2 separate regions of the Mus musculus genome follow, and region 2 is linked to region 1. The links are chromatin contacts, called in public HiChIP or PLAC-seq maps. All regions are on one chromosome and are shown on one strand. Each heading gives the region's core, a stretch centred on a gene start, on an enhancer-like site or on the middle of the called end of the contact. The rest is flanking DNA. Distances are from core to core; before and after follow the strand shown. Region 1 overlaps Gpr107 (G protein-coupled receptor 107). Region 2 overlaps Hmcn2 (hemicentin 2).

Region 1 (6,946 bases), core at 880-3,379:
AGCTAAAGTTAAGGTGTTGTAGCTGCCTAATGTGGGTGCTGGGAACTACATCCTCTGCAGGAGTAGTGTGCTCTTGGTGGCTGAGAACCTTTTTTTTTTTTTTTTAAAGAGAGAGAGAAAGAAAGAAAGACTGTCTTCTAGCACCCAGGCTATCATTGACTCAACTATATAGTCAAGGCTGACCTTGAACTTCTGACCCTTCTGCCTCTATCCCATGTGCTGGGATTGCATGCCTGTACCACCACACCCATTTTTGTAGGTGCTAAGGACCAAACCCAGTGCTTTGTGCACACTAGACAACCTTAACAACTCAGCTATCTCCCCATGTTTTTATAAATAGAATCGTGCTTGACAGTAGCCATGGCTGTTGATGGCTTGCTGTGCCCTGCAGTGGCGGAGCTGAGTAACCACAGAGGTTGCAGAGTCTAACATCTGCTGTCCTGCCCTGCCTAGTGTGCCATCCCAGCTACTCTAGACATCTAAGAGATGTCATGTCTTAGACCACATGTGCCATGTCCTGGTACTTGAGCATAAGCCATGGCTGCTTTTAAGTGGTCACTTGGTGGCCAGAGTTGTACTCAGTATTTTTCTTTAACCAGTTAGTGTTGCGTTTGAGGATTCTACTTTTTCTAAACTAGTTAAGGAGGCTAGAGAGATGACTCAGTGGTTAAGAGCACTGACTGCTCTTCCAAAGGTCCTGTGTTCAAATCCCAGCAATCACATGGTGGCTCACAATCATCCATAATGAAATCTGATGGCTTCTTCTGGTGTGTCTGAAGTCAGCTACAGTGTACTTACATATAATAAATAAATAAATAAATAAATAAATAAATAAATAAATAAATAAATATTTTTTTAAAAAAAGACTAGTTAAGGCCTTGGGGGTGGGGGTGGGATGACACTCTGTTCTTCTTAACCAGATAGCCTTGAACAAGGAACAGCTCTGGCTTTAGGGGTCTGTAAGCACAATCCTCCCCAGCTCCTTCACTTCAGTGTCTTTCCGTGACAGGCTTGTCCAGCCTTGGTTTTCACTTTCCAAGTAGGAGCCACGATGCTCTGGTCGGTGAGTGAGAGCTGTTGCCAAGGGAAGCCTAGAGACTCCAGCTGGAAGCCCTCAGGAGAAGAGGGAGCTCCCCACTATACTTGTTGTGGGGACAGCCTGCCTGCTGAGGGGACAGCCTGGCTGAGTCTCTGCCCTACCTTTATATGCACTGCTGCTCAGTGTTGGTTGTTAGAACCCTCCCACCTACAGCAGAGTTTTTAAGAGAAGAGGCAAAGAAATGAGTCCCTGATCTAATCACAGAGCCTTGTCACCATCCTTTTGTCCCTGTGTCACTAAGGACATCATGTCTGGAGCTGCTGCCTTGGATGCTCACAGCCACCTGCAGATACCTTCTTTCCCAGTGCTGTCGCGGGAACACTGGAATGTGCCTGTTTCTCTTGCAGCACACAGTGGTGCCCAGAAAAGCCTCAGAGGGTTCTGCTCTCCTCTCAGGACCACCTCACAGGTCTGCCCAGAGTCTGCCAGTGCCTCCCTCCCACAGGGCTCCTGGGCAGCTGGGACTTCTACATGCTCTCGAGCACAGCTCGGAGGGGGTGATTGAATATGTCATAACACCAGTTTAAAACAAGCATATTTAATATATGTTTTTCACCAAAACCAGGTTTTTTCCTACCTCAGACACACACTCAAAATTCCTGAATTGCTACCAACCTGTATCTTCCAACACTATGAAATAACTGATCTCTTACTTAATAAGTAATGCCATTCCAAGGTCATGTAAGACACAATCCAGAGCCCAGGGACTTCTCACAGCACAGGCTGAGATGCACTGCTTCATTAAGTATCAGCAACTCAGTGTGCACACTTCATGGTAGCTGCCCTCCCTCCCCCAATAGCCTGCTCTGTCCAGGGCTGCTGGTGTGTCTCAGGATTGCAGGCCGCGCTTTCTGATGGAGTGCTGCAGTAGTCCAGGGAGGTCAGACTCTCTGACCTGGAGAGTCTCGCCTGAGTTGGTAGCCTGTGTTATCAAGCAAGCATAAATGTGACCTTCGTCCTAGCTCACTGCTGGTTGCATCTGTGTTGGAGACCTGGGGTTGACTGACATGCGCTCAAGCTTGGCTGCAGTCTCTACTGTAGTGTCCATCTGATTAGCTCATGGACTTCGGCTGTACACTGTGCTGGAGAGAGCAGACGCTGACAGAGCCAGTCTGGACCATCCCTTTGGGCCCCTCCTTGAGCAGTGCTGATGATGGGTTCTGGAGTCAGAGGGAAGGAGGAAGGGCAAAGGAGCACAGGCTTCCCCTGCCCGGTGGTCTTTGGACTTTTTAATTGATTGATTGATTGATTGATTGATTGATTGAGGCAGGTTGCTCGTCCTGAACTTCTAAACTCTAGATTTTCCTCTCAGCCTCCTAAGAAACTGGGGCCTCTGTAGATCTGAGCCACCTGTCCTGCTGGCCCACTTTCATTTCTGTCACTGATGATATGGTCTGGCACAGAACAAGATACATACCCTAGTGGTTTAGCTCATTTACCTTTGACCTCTCTTGGGCTGTTGCTTTAAATGCATGTAGGAGTGAATTGGGATCAGTTTTCACAGCCTCCAGACGCATGAGAGGAAGTGCCCTGTGCTCTGAGGAACCGAGCCACTGGCAGTTACAGCCCTTTCCCCTGCTGACTCCCCCAAACTGTCTGAGGTTTGTTGGTGGGATTTCCTTCTGAAGGCTATAGAGCCCCATTAACACTTTAAAGCCAGTGTTGTGTCAGGTCTCTGGCCTGTGGCCTCTCTCCTGCTCCCAGGGACAGGTGATGGGGTTCGCCCCCACAGGGAGACCCTCTGCCCCAGGAGTGACTTTGAGCAGACTCATGCAGATGGGAGGATGGGCAGGCGGGATCAACTGCTCAGCCTGGGCACTGCAGTGAGGAGCAGGGCGTGGGTGGTAGGCCAGTGGAATGTCTTAAGCCTGAGGCTTTCTTTACACAGAGGCAGAGGCTTTAAGAAGCTGACCCTGTAAGTTAGTAGCCCATGCTGAGAATGGCACTGGCAGTCCCCAGCAGGAACTATGATGGCAGTGGTCAGAAGGTCAGAAGCTGGGGCTTGCCTTTCGCTGATTTGGAGTGTAGGTGGAGAGAGCGTGGCGCTGAGGGAAGTGGCCTTGGGCTCCAGTGGAGGCCTGGCTTCTCCACTTACAGGCTGTGTATGGCTAGCCTTCACCAGGCCAGCTCACTCATCCCAGACAGGTCACTGACAGTGTGGCGTTCTACACAGAGGAGCCTGTGAGATGAAGCAGAAGAAATGGCAGTGCCTGTATCTCTCCATAGACAGTAACAATCATGGTGGTTCTTATTGGTTTTGGATAGTTTCCAAACTGTCAAAGGAAGTGAGCTGGGGGCAGGTCTGATCTGTCTCTGGCCTTCTTAGGGGTTTTGTTATAAGATTTGAAAAAAAGTTATTTCTATATAATGGGGGTTAGGGTGTGCTATACATGCATGCAGAGCCTGAGGACCAGAAGATGGGCTCAGGTCTCCTGGAATTGGAGTTGCAGGCGGTTGTGAGCCAACTGATGTAGGTACTGACAACCAAGCTTGAGTCCTCTGCAAGAGCAGCAATACACTCTTAACAGTAGAGCCACCTTCCCACCCCCCCCCTTTCGGAAGTACTTTTTTCATATATGTTTATAGTATATTTGATTACATTTTCCCATCCCTTTTATCACCCACTCACTCCTTTTGGAATCCTTAACTTCCCCTTCCTTTCATGTCATTTATTTTTTTAAAGAACTTTTTTTGTGTGTGCGTGTGTGTGCACATGCATGAGCACATATGTGTGTGACATGTGCTGAGGTCGTCGTGACGGTCAGCAGATGCCTTTCTTGAATCTGTCCTCTCTTTTCCTATGTGGGCCCCGGAGATGGGGTCAGATTGTCTGGTTTGGTAGCAATCACCTTTACCTGCTGAGCCATCTTACTGGCCCTTAATTTTTATTTTATTATTTGTGAGTGTGCACATATGTTCATGAATATGCAACAGAGTGGGGGAATGTGTGAGCCATAGAGCTCTTGTTGAAGGTCCTGGGGGCACTATTAAGGAGTTGATTTTCTTCTTATTCCATGGGTTCTGGGGATTGAACTCAGGCCACCTTTTGCCTCCTGAGCCTTCTCGCCGGTCCCCAGCCAAGTTTCAGGATTGCCTGGTGTGGCGTACTGTGGGGTTATTTCCAGGGCCATGGGCAGCCGCTGGTGAGAAGCGGCTCCTGCTCCCTTCCACAAGAGCTGTCACCATGCCTGGGTAGGAGGTGGCAGTCCGGGGAAGGGCGGCAGCACTTCCCATGTGCAGGAAGAAGGGGGCCGTGCCAAACTGCAGGCTCCGCAGTGGCCCGGCTCCTTGGGGGGAAAGAAGAGTGCCTGTGCCCTCCCCGGGGAGCTCCAGCAGCTCTGGACTGTGGCCATGTTGCTTATTGCTGGACCGGGGCTAGATTCCAGAAGAATCCTTTAATTTATGCCAGGTGGTAGTAGCACACACCATTAATCCCAGCTCAGGCAGAGGCAGGCAGATCTCTAAGTTCAGAGGCCAGCCTGATCTACAGACCAAGTTCCAGGACAGCCAGAGCTACACAGAGAAACCCTGTCTTAAAAACAAGCAAAATGAAGCTCTGGCCCATTCTGGTGTTCACTGAACAGGATCCTCTGCCCTAACGAGGCTAACCTCCAGATGAGGAACATGGCCAGGAGAAGGACGCATGGGCCAGGGGCAGGCACGTGGAGTACAGTGGTGTGACTGAGGGCTCCTGGCTCCCAGTCATAGTGTTTCCCTTCTTGCCTGCTCATTCTTTGACCATATTTGCTGCTCCAGTGTGGCCTAGTCAGAAATAGCCAGCCTAGCCTCCCTCCGCAAGCTTGCACTCCCATGAGAGCCCAGCTCCCTGTGGTTCAAGGAGCAGCAAGCTGTCAGCCTCCTAGACTCCTGGGAAGTCTTTGGAAGAGAGAGAAGAAAGGGAAGCTTGGGGTTCCAGGCTGTGACACTCCCGATGCTGAGAGCCTCCCCTCTGTGGCTGCTGCTCCTCTGCTCGTCAGTCCCATGTGGCCGGCAGCGCTGTTTCCAGGAGAGCCTGGGTGCTGGTAGTCCCAGCTTCACCTGGGTTCCAGTATTACTAGAGTCTGGCTTTCTACCAGTCACAGTGCTACCTTCGATGCAGGCTAGCCCCATATAATTCTGACAGGATTCTGATAAATATTGTAAGAGCGTCCAGGGGCTGAGTGCGAGCCGTTTGCTGCCCGCCTTTGTCCTGCTGGCTATCCCAGTAACCCTAAGGCTAGATATTATTGTTCCTGCCTTAACAGATGAACAAATTGAAGTCCAGACCAAGAGGGTAGAGGATTTGCTTACTGTCACATGTGTACCAGGCAGCAGAATTGAGGTTTGAACCCTGGCCATACAGCTGCGCTCAGCCTGCTCTGTTGAGTGTTCTCTTTCAACTCCAATGCATGCGTGTAGGGCAGAGTGTGTCAGGGATGGCCAGAAAGACCCAATTAGCAGGACTGTAGCTCTGGGGTCCATACCACGCCCCTCTCCCAAGCCCTAGTGCAGGAAAACCCAGCTTGGGGCCTGAGAGGCCAGACTCAGTGCTAAGTAATGTCATGAAATTAGCAAGGATGTTCTCATGATTTAGGAAATGGCCTAGAACTTGTCACATTCTCCAGGACCTGTTTGTCATCCCTAGGAGTGCTGGGTAGCGTGACGCTGTTCTGAAGTGGACCCTCGTGGTGTGAGGGTGTGAGGCACACTGGCTCAATTACAGAGCTGCATGTAGCCTGCCTCCCTTCAGAAATCAGAGTGTCTGTGTAGCCTGCAGGACTGATGTGGCCTGTGGTGCTGGGGGGTGCCCATGTGTCACTTCCTGCTCTTACTCCCCAGGATTAGCCCACTAAGGTCTGCGGGGGCCTCAGCCCCTCCTTCCCGTGCTGTCTGCCTCCTCATTTCCTTCATGGTTCCTTGTAGGACTCTTTAGTTCCTGCCCTTGTCAGCCAGCCAGTGTCCAGGTGAACTTGCTGCTTGCTGCCCTGACCTTGGTAACAGCCTAAAACTCCCCAGGGCCCTTAGACTCAGTAAGGACAAGTTCACAGTCTATGTCTTCACCTTGCTTGTCTGTCCCTGTCACCAGCGTCCTCAAGGTCCAGCATGCTGAACCCTCTCTTGCCCATCCATGAGGCTGCCCCATGGGAAGGGAGAGCATTAGTGGTTGCCCTGATGGCAGGCTGAAATACCCTCCAGCTTTGGCCTACTCTGCTGCAGTGGGGTGAGAACAGGCCCTGTCGTGGAGGCAGGAGATGGAGGGCTGTGCATGTGGATGGAAGCCAAGGCCTAGGACATTGATTCACCTAGTATGTCTCGACTGTAGCATCTGTCCTCAGGAGCACCCCTCCCAGTGCCTAAGTGGGGTGTCCCTGAGAGCAGGGAGGAGGCTGCATCTGCCTAGAGCACTGCTTGTACCCGATGCCTGGTGCAAGTCAGAACTTGCTCACTGAGTATTGACGGATGAACAAAGGGTGAGAACCAGAGAGTTTAATGTTAAACCAACAGCAACAAACAAACAACACAGTTCTCAGACATGTAGAGAGATGAGAGTGTTGGGCAGTCTGCCAGTTGTTGCCCCATGCCTGCTGGGTGTGTATATACTTGCTCCTGTTGCTTGTATGAACATGTGTGTACACACATACACATGGACACACATACACAAGGACACACACAAAGACAATGTATCTCTGGACTTCAAAACTCTCAGAAGGCCTCTGACAGAACTCTAGTTGTTAACCGCCTTGCTAACTTAGGATCTCTGGAATTTCTGTGGGCATCCTAAGCGTATTCCCCACCCCACCACCACCACCACCATCACAAATCATGAGCCAGAGGGGAGAGGAAGAGGAAATTTGAATGTCTGCCACC
Region 2 (6,897 bases), core at 1,231-3,730, 120 kb after region 1:
TAGTCCATGCTGGCTTTGAACTTGCTGTGTAGCTGAGAGTGACTTCGAACATAGAACATCCAACATCTTCAGATCCTCCTGCCTTTCTTCCTGATTGCTGGGATCACAGGTGTGCACCACATCCTCTTATGCCACTCTGGGATAGAACCCTGGGGCCCAGTGCATGCTGGGAAGGTACTCTGCTAATACAGCGGCAGCCGCCAGGCTCGACAAGCCCCATGCATGCCTCAGCACTGAGAGATGCTGCAGGCATGCATTGTGTACAACTATCTGTTTTCCCAGGGAGTCCTGGTTGTTGGGCCCTGGGGAATGGTATCAGCAGCCAGGCTCTGGTGCTAAATGCGCTCTGGTTGCTTAAGGGTCTCTGCTGACCCCTTTCACGACAGAGCAGGGAGACCTGAGTATAAATAGAACTTGCATGTGCTTCTATCAGCATTTCTGGGTTTAAAAGCCATTTTTATACATTAAAAAAATTTTGGGGGAGAGGCTGTGAGCAGAACATGTGTCATGTCATGCACAAGAAGGTCAGAGGACAATTTGTAGAAGTCAGTTCTCTCCTACCACGTGGGTCCTATCCGTCCAACTTAGGTTCTAAGGCTTGACCTCTACCTGATGAACCATCCTGCTGGCCACAGTGTTTCTGGATATAACCACCTTGTGACAGGTAATTTAAATTGTCAGCTTGCCTGGCTCAAGGAACCCCTCAGGTGTTAATGTGGCACACTCTTGGTTATACTTGTGAGGGGGTTTCTAGAGAGGATAGACTGAGGCGGGAAGGCCCACCCCAAATGCAGGCAGCAGACCCTTTCAGCTGAGGGAGGAGTAGGAAGCCAGTGAAAGTTGGTGGAACACAGGTATTCCCCTGCCTGCTACACCCTGACCTGTAGACACACTAGGTGTCCTAGTACATGGTCCCCTCACCATGAACTTCACTGTTCCTTCTGGTGTGATAGACCATAGTCTACACCCTCCTTCCTCTTTTGACACGGAGCAAGCTGGCCTCGAACTCAGAGATCCACATACCTCTGTCTCCCCAGTGTTGGAATCAAAGGTGTGCACCACCACCACCCAGTGGACCATAACCTTGGATCCACACACATCCTTCCCCTCCCCCACTTTGACTCTGCTGTATTTCTTATGGAAGCAGCAGGAAGGATGCCTAACACACAGCCCTGTCCCTCCAAGGAGGACATGCCTTCGTACTGATGTCTCCAGCACTAAATCACTACCACATGCACTGCTCTAACCTCTGTCCACGTAGAGCCGAACACATGTGGCTTATCTCTAGCCTCCCATTCCAACGCTGACAAACCTGGCTTCCCGCATCTGTCCGCCAACCATTTATTTCACTGTACCCTTCCAGCGTGTACAGGCATGGGTTCAGATTCGTTAACTCCTAACCTCGTGGGAAACAGCCTTGTTAACTCAGGTCCAGCTTCTTCTTTGTCCTCTAGACTCCATCTCTACAGTTTCTTCTTCTATTTATAAACCTCATTTCAGCTCTGTGTTTTTATGCTGCTAGAGACGGAAGCCAGACCCTGGTTCGTGCTTCTTATTGTTTTGAGACAGTGTCATGTAGCCCGGCGGCCTGTGTACCCAAGGATGAACTTGAACTCCTGACTCCCCTGCCTCTACCTTCCAAGTGCTTTCTAAGCACAAACTCTGTTGCTTAGCAACATCCCCATCCCTGAGTATTCTTCATTTTAAAACTATTCTGAAGTATTTATTCTTTCAGATGAAATATTAGGTAACAGAAAACCTCTGTTAACTTCTCTTTAAAAATCAGCTGTGGTTGGAGGGATGGCTCAGCAGCTAAGCACTCTGGCTGCTCTTACAGAGAACCCAAGTTTGGTTTCCAGCATCTACTCTGGGTAACAGGCAACTGTAAATCCAGTCGTAGGGGACCTGACCCTTTTCTGAACTCAGGGACACCTACACTCACATGCACACACACACACACACACACACACACACACACACACACACACACACACACTCCGTGCTCCCCACAGTAACCTCAGCAGAGTTCCCTACCGTGCCACCACCTTGCCCTCCTTCTCCAGGACTCAGTTGTCCCATCTCTAGGAGGCAGAGGCAGGAGAAGTGGCATGCAGGCTGCTGGGATTCTGACAGTTCCTGAGCCTGAGCCAAGCTGTCACCTTTAAAGATATCCCCAAATGATAGGTGTGATGACAGATTTAATGAGACAAGAAACACTAGGCTGGTGGCTCTATCCAAAGAACAAAAAATGGTCCCAGAGCCTCTTTGTCCCCTCCAGGAGTCCAGAAGCCCCTGGAAGCCTCTGCCAGACAGAATGCCCAGAAGATCTAGGCTCAGTCTGTTGCTGCTCCTCAGGGTATACTGGGCCACAATCCTGCTGGCCTCAGAGCTTCTGTTTCTGCCATTTCCTGTACCCAGGATGCTGTTCGCAGCCCTATTTGATCCTTCTCCACCCAACTAGTACCTCAACTCATTGTGAGAATGACAGACGTCATGACCAGACACCTAGGAGTCTGAGTCTTTCTGGCTGCACTGAGGCACCATGGCAAGCTGGCACCTGCCTGGCCTAAGGAAATCCTCCCAGCCTTACCTATTGAGTAAAGTTGACACTAAGAGGCTGGCCCTAATCCCACACCCCAGCCCTTTGAGGGTCTCCACTTTCAGATCCATCACCTCTTATCCACAGGCAAACACCTCCCCAGCACCCAACACCCACCTTTCCTTCTCCCTCCATCCCCTCCTAACATCCCTCCCCTGCAAAGACTCAGGCCTGGAGAACCCTTGACAAGGAAGTGTCTGGCCCAGTCAAGCCCGTGACATGAGCCAGGCTGGTCCTCAGGATACAGTCGGGTTTCACTTCCTCGGTGGATGACTCTGCCTCAGGACGATGACAACTAGCTGGATGTAGCTGACACCTTACAGGTGCTAGGATCTCCAGTCTCCTGGGAGAGGTGCCTGGAGCTAGACCAAAGGACCCTTGGCTAAAGGGCCTTCTAGCATAGGGATGGGAACCCAAAGCTAAAGGAACAAGGGCCTATTGATAATCAGGGAGAACACCAAGTTAAGTGGATGAAGAACTCCAGTCCAAGGGAAGGAAACCCCAAGGCTGAGGGAGGGAGAAGTTCTGGGCCAAGGGTGTAAAAGTCTTTAGGTTAAAGGAGAGAGTGCTGTCAGGCTGAGGGAGCGATGTTCCTTAGGCTTGGGCACAGTAGCAAAATCAGGGTGGAGGGAGACAATGAAGACCTCCACACACGATCACGTACACCGGTAGCTCCCACACATGCTAAAAAGCTGCCCTGGCCATGAGCAGCTCTGAGGGCTGTACCATGAGTCCAGCCCAGCCAGCCCAAACTCTCCCCTCAGGAGGGCAGCATGCCTGAGGAACCAAAGGTGGGGGGGGGGGGGACTCTGGAAGGTTCTAAATTGGCCAAGAGTCAGACATGTGCAAATTTAAACAGGGCATCATCTGTCTTCTATCAATTCAGCCTAAAGTTCTTATAGCACACTAAACAAACAGAGACACGGGCCAGGATGTGATAGACACAGTCTCCCAGTGTGTCCTGGGCAGGGTAAATACAGGGAGCTTTTCCATACTGATCAAAATGCAAAAGGTGGGGTCCACTTCCACAGAGTAGTTTCATTTCCAGGAATACACATGTCTTAGTCAGGGTTTCTATTCCTGCACAAACATCATGACCAAGAAGCAAGTTGGGGAGGAAAGGGTTTATTTGGCTTACACTTCCATACTGCTGTTCATCACCAAAGGAAGTCAGGACTGGAACTCAAGCAGGCCAGGGAGCAGGAGCTGATGCAGAGGCCATGGAGGGATGTTCTTTACTGGCTTGCCTCACCTGGCTTGCTCAGCCTGCTCTCTTATAGAACCCAAGACTTCCAGCCCAGAGATGGTCCCACCCACAAGGGGCCTTTCCCCCTTGATCACTAATTGAGAAAATGCCTTACAGTTGGATCTCATGGAGGCATTTCCTTAACTGAAGCTCCTTTCTCTGTGATAACTCCAGCTGTGTCAAGTTGACACAAAACTAGCCAGTACAACACATAAAATAAAAATGAATATATCTACTTTATAAAGTGAGCACTTTGAAAAAAATTAGGATTGTATATGTACGTGAAAGCAGCTGAGATGGTTCCGTGGATAAACGGGCTTGACACCAAGCCTGATGACCCGAGTTAATTCCCCAAATCCACATGGCGAAAGGAGAAATAAACTCCCAAAAGTTTTCCTCCGACCTCCACATTCATGCAATCACACACACAAATAAATGTTTCTTTTACAAAGAGGAATATATGTATGTAAGTCAGATAAGCTGGCTATATATTGTTACACACATGCACACCCCCACATGCATGGCCTGGAAGGACATTTCTTGAACACTGTCTTATAAATGCATAGTCATTTTGCTTCTTTAGGTTTGGGGTTTGGTCTCTTGATGGAAGCCAGGGCCTTGCACAAGTGAAGCAAGTGCTCCACCACTGTGCTCCACCCCAGCCCTGGTCTGGCAAGGTTTGAAGGGAACAGATTATTAACTGGAAGACTTGAACCCTGAGCCAAAGCCTGACGAGGAGCAGAAAGGAAGCGCTTCCTAGACGGCTTGAACAGACTTACCCAGATGCAAACCTCCTGCACGTGTACTTGAGCCAGAAGCCAGCTTAGTATTAAAGAGAAAAGCCACCGTGACCACGCGACTAAAGCAAGGAATGTGGGAACCAGTCACAACGGAGGGATTGCATATGTAGGTCAACAGGAAACAGAGCCTAGCAACGTCACAACAAAAGCTAGACATTTACCTGCTGAAATCAATATCCATTCTAAACCCCGTGTGTGTGTGTGTGTGTGTGTGTGTGTGTGTGTGTGTGTGTGTGTTATCTTTGTTTTAAGACAGGGTCTTGTGTAGCCCAGGTTGGCCTCAAACTCCCTTTATAGTGGAGGAATCTCAGACCCCTGCCTCCTCCAGCTCCCAAGTGCTGGGAATACAGAGCCAGGTCACCACTCCAGTTTAACATGGTTCTGAGAACCAAACTCTAAGGCTTTGTGCAGGTTAGGCCAGGGCTCTAGCTGCTGGGTGGCACCCTCAGCCCTATCATGGGAAGGGTTTTTTGTTTTGTTTTGTTTTGTTTTCCTGTTTGCTTGTTTTTTGTTTTGCTTCTCATTTGAGTTTTTCTTCTGGTTCAGTTTGTTGTGCCTTTTGGTTTGAGGTGTTAGAAATAAAAAACCATCCTCTGCATAATGATTTCAAACCAAAACAGAAACCCCCAAACAGCTGGGCAGAGGTGGCGCACGCCTTTAGTCCCAGCACTTGGGAGGCAGAGGCAAGCAGATTTCTGAGTTCAAGGTCAGCCTGGTCTACAGAGTGAGTTCCAGGACAGCCAGGGATACACAGAGAAACCCTGTCTCGAAAAAGCCATAAAAAAAAAAAAGAAAAGAAAAAAGAGAAACCCCCAAACAAACATACTTCAAGTCAAGAGCCAGGCTCAGGCTAACGCTCCATGCTTGAATGTGTGTTTGGTGCATGCAAAGCTCTGGGTCTGACTCCCCAGCATCAAATGACAATTGAAAAACAATTGATCAAGGGACAACCAGTAGCCACCAAAAGAATCAAACTGTAAATGACACAGAACTAGAAATGAGACTGGATGCTGTGGCCACCACCTTTCATGACTCTGCACCCGGCAGAGGAGTGACAAGGGCCAGAGCCTGTGCATACTGGGCGTTACCCTGGGAGACACCATCAAAGCTGTGTTCAAAGAGAAAATTCGAAGGCCTAGGGAGCAGGCTCAGTAGTAACGTGCTGGCTGCACAGAGAGGATCTGAGTCCAGACACCCAGTACACATGTGTCTCAGAACCCCAGCACGGGAGAGGTGGAGACAGGAGGATTGCTGGGGCTCCTTTGGCCAGCCAGTCTAGCCCAATCAGCAGCTCCAGGTTCAAGGGGGGAGTTTGTCCCTAAAAATAAGGTAGATGGAGACCAAGGAAGATATCCAACATCAACCTTTGGCCTACACACACAGACATACCCACATACACACACACACACACACACACACACACACACACAGACATACCTACACACACACACATGTACCCACACCTGCAAACACATGAGCACCTGTGCATGCACACACATGCACACACACACACACACACACACACAGAGACACACCTACATACACACACATGTACCCACACCTGCAAACACATGAGCACCTGTGCATGCACACACATGCACACATACACACACACACGTCTTCAGTTAAAAAAAAAATCCAGAAGGTAATAAATGTATAAAAACAAACTGTTGCCCAACATTTCAGAAATACAGGTTTTTCAAAATGAAATGTGACGGATAAAAATATCCTGAACAAAATGATAACACGTGAGAATGAACGCAGTTAGAACCGGTCTTAAAAGAACTGGAGGAACTTGTCGGGAAATCTAGAGCCTGCTGAGGGCAGCATGTCAGGAGAAGCAGGAGCAGGTCTTGGGGAGCATCAAATTCCTTCAAATGACAATTACAACTGAACTGGAAAGAAAACAAAATTCTGAGCAAAATCACAGTCAATTTTGAGAAGATTTTAATTTTTATTGTGTTATTCAAGTCTTTATTATTATTTTAATTAATTAATTTTTGTGGCAGAATCTTACTATGTAGAAATGGTTGCCCTGGAATTTGCTATGTAGACCAGGTTGGCCTCGAACTCACAGAGATCTACTTGCCTCCACCTCCTAAGCTCTAGTGTGGATCACCTGGCTTTTATTTTTCTCTCTCTCCAGACAGAGAGAGAGAGAGAGGGAGGGAGGCTATGGGACTCAAGTGCTACTTGATCATGGGGAAGGAAAGATCTGGGAAGAGTCCTTACCCAGAGGATGAGAGATTGTT

What was found. HiChIP or PLAC-seq counts read pairs in DNA pulled down with a chosen protein or histone mark.
Region 2: a contact with region 1 is called in an H3K27ac HiChIP or PLAC-seq map of microglia, with 4 times the contacts expected there. The contact joins two enhancer-like sites. A contact is called at or near these places in 2 of 39 promoter capture datasets (hippocampal neurons and stem cell-derived epiblast-like cells), 4 of 115 datasets of contacts at active chromatin or transcription factors (embryonic midbrain, embryonic stem cells and microglia) and 3 of 9 other capture datasets (adipose tissue, liver and pancreatic islet).

What each region holds. Positions count from the first base shown.
Region 1 is chr2:31,200,017-31,206,962 of GRCm38.p6, forward strand. The region is part of intron 14 of Gpr107 (G protein-coupled receptor 107); the gene reads left to right. Among named protein-coding and RNA genes, the nearest start is that of Gm22516, 14 kb to the left of the region's middle. Within about 2 kb of position 2,130, at least 25 of the 459 cell types and tissues checked have an H3K27ac peak or open chromatin away from gene starts, as enhancers often do. A contact at or near this core is called in microglia, where this site is marked.
Region 2 is chr2:31,322,676-31,329,572 of GRCm38.p6, forward strand. The region is part of intron 1 of Hmcn2 (hemicentin 2); the gene reads left to right. Among named protein-coding and RNA genes, the nearest start is that of Hmcn2, 12 kb to the left of the region's middle. Within about 2 kb of position 2,481, at least 4 of the 459 cell types and tissues checked have an H3K27ac peak or open chromatin away from gene starts, as enhancers often do. A contact at or near this core is called in microglia, where this site is marked.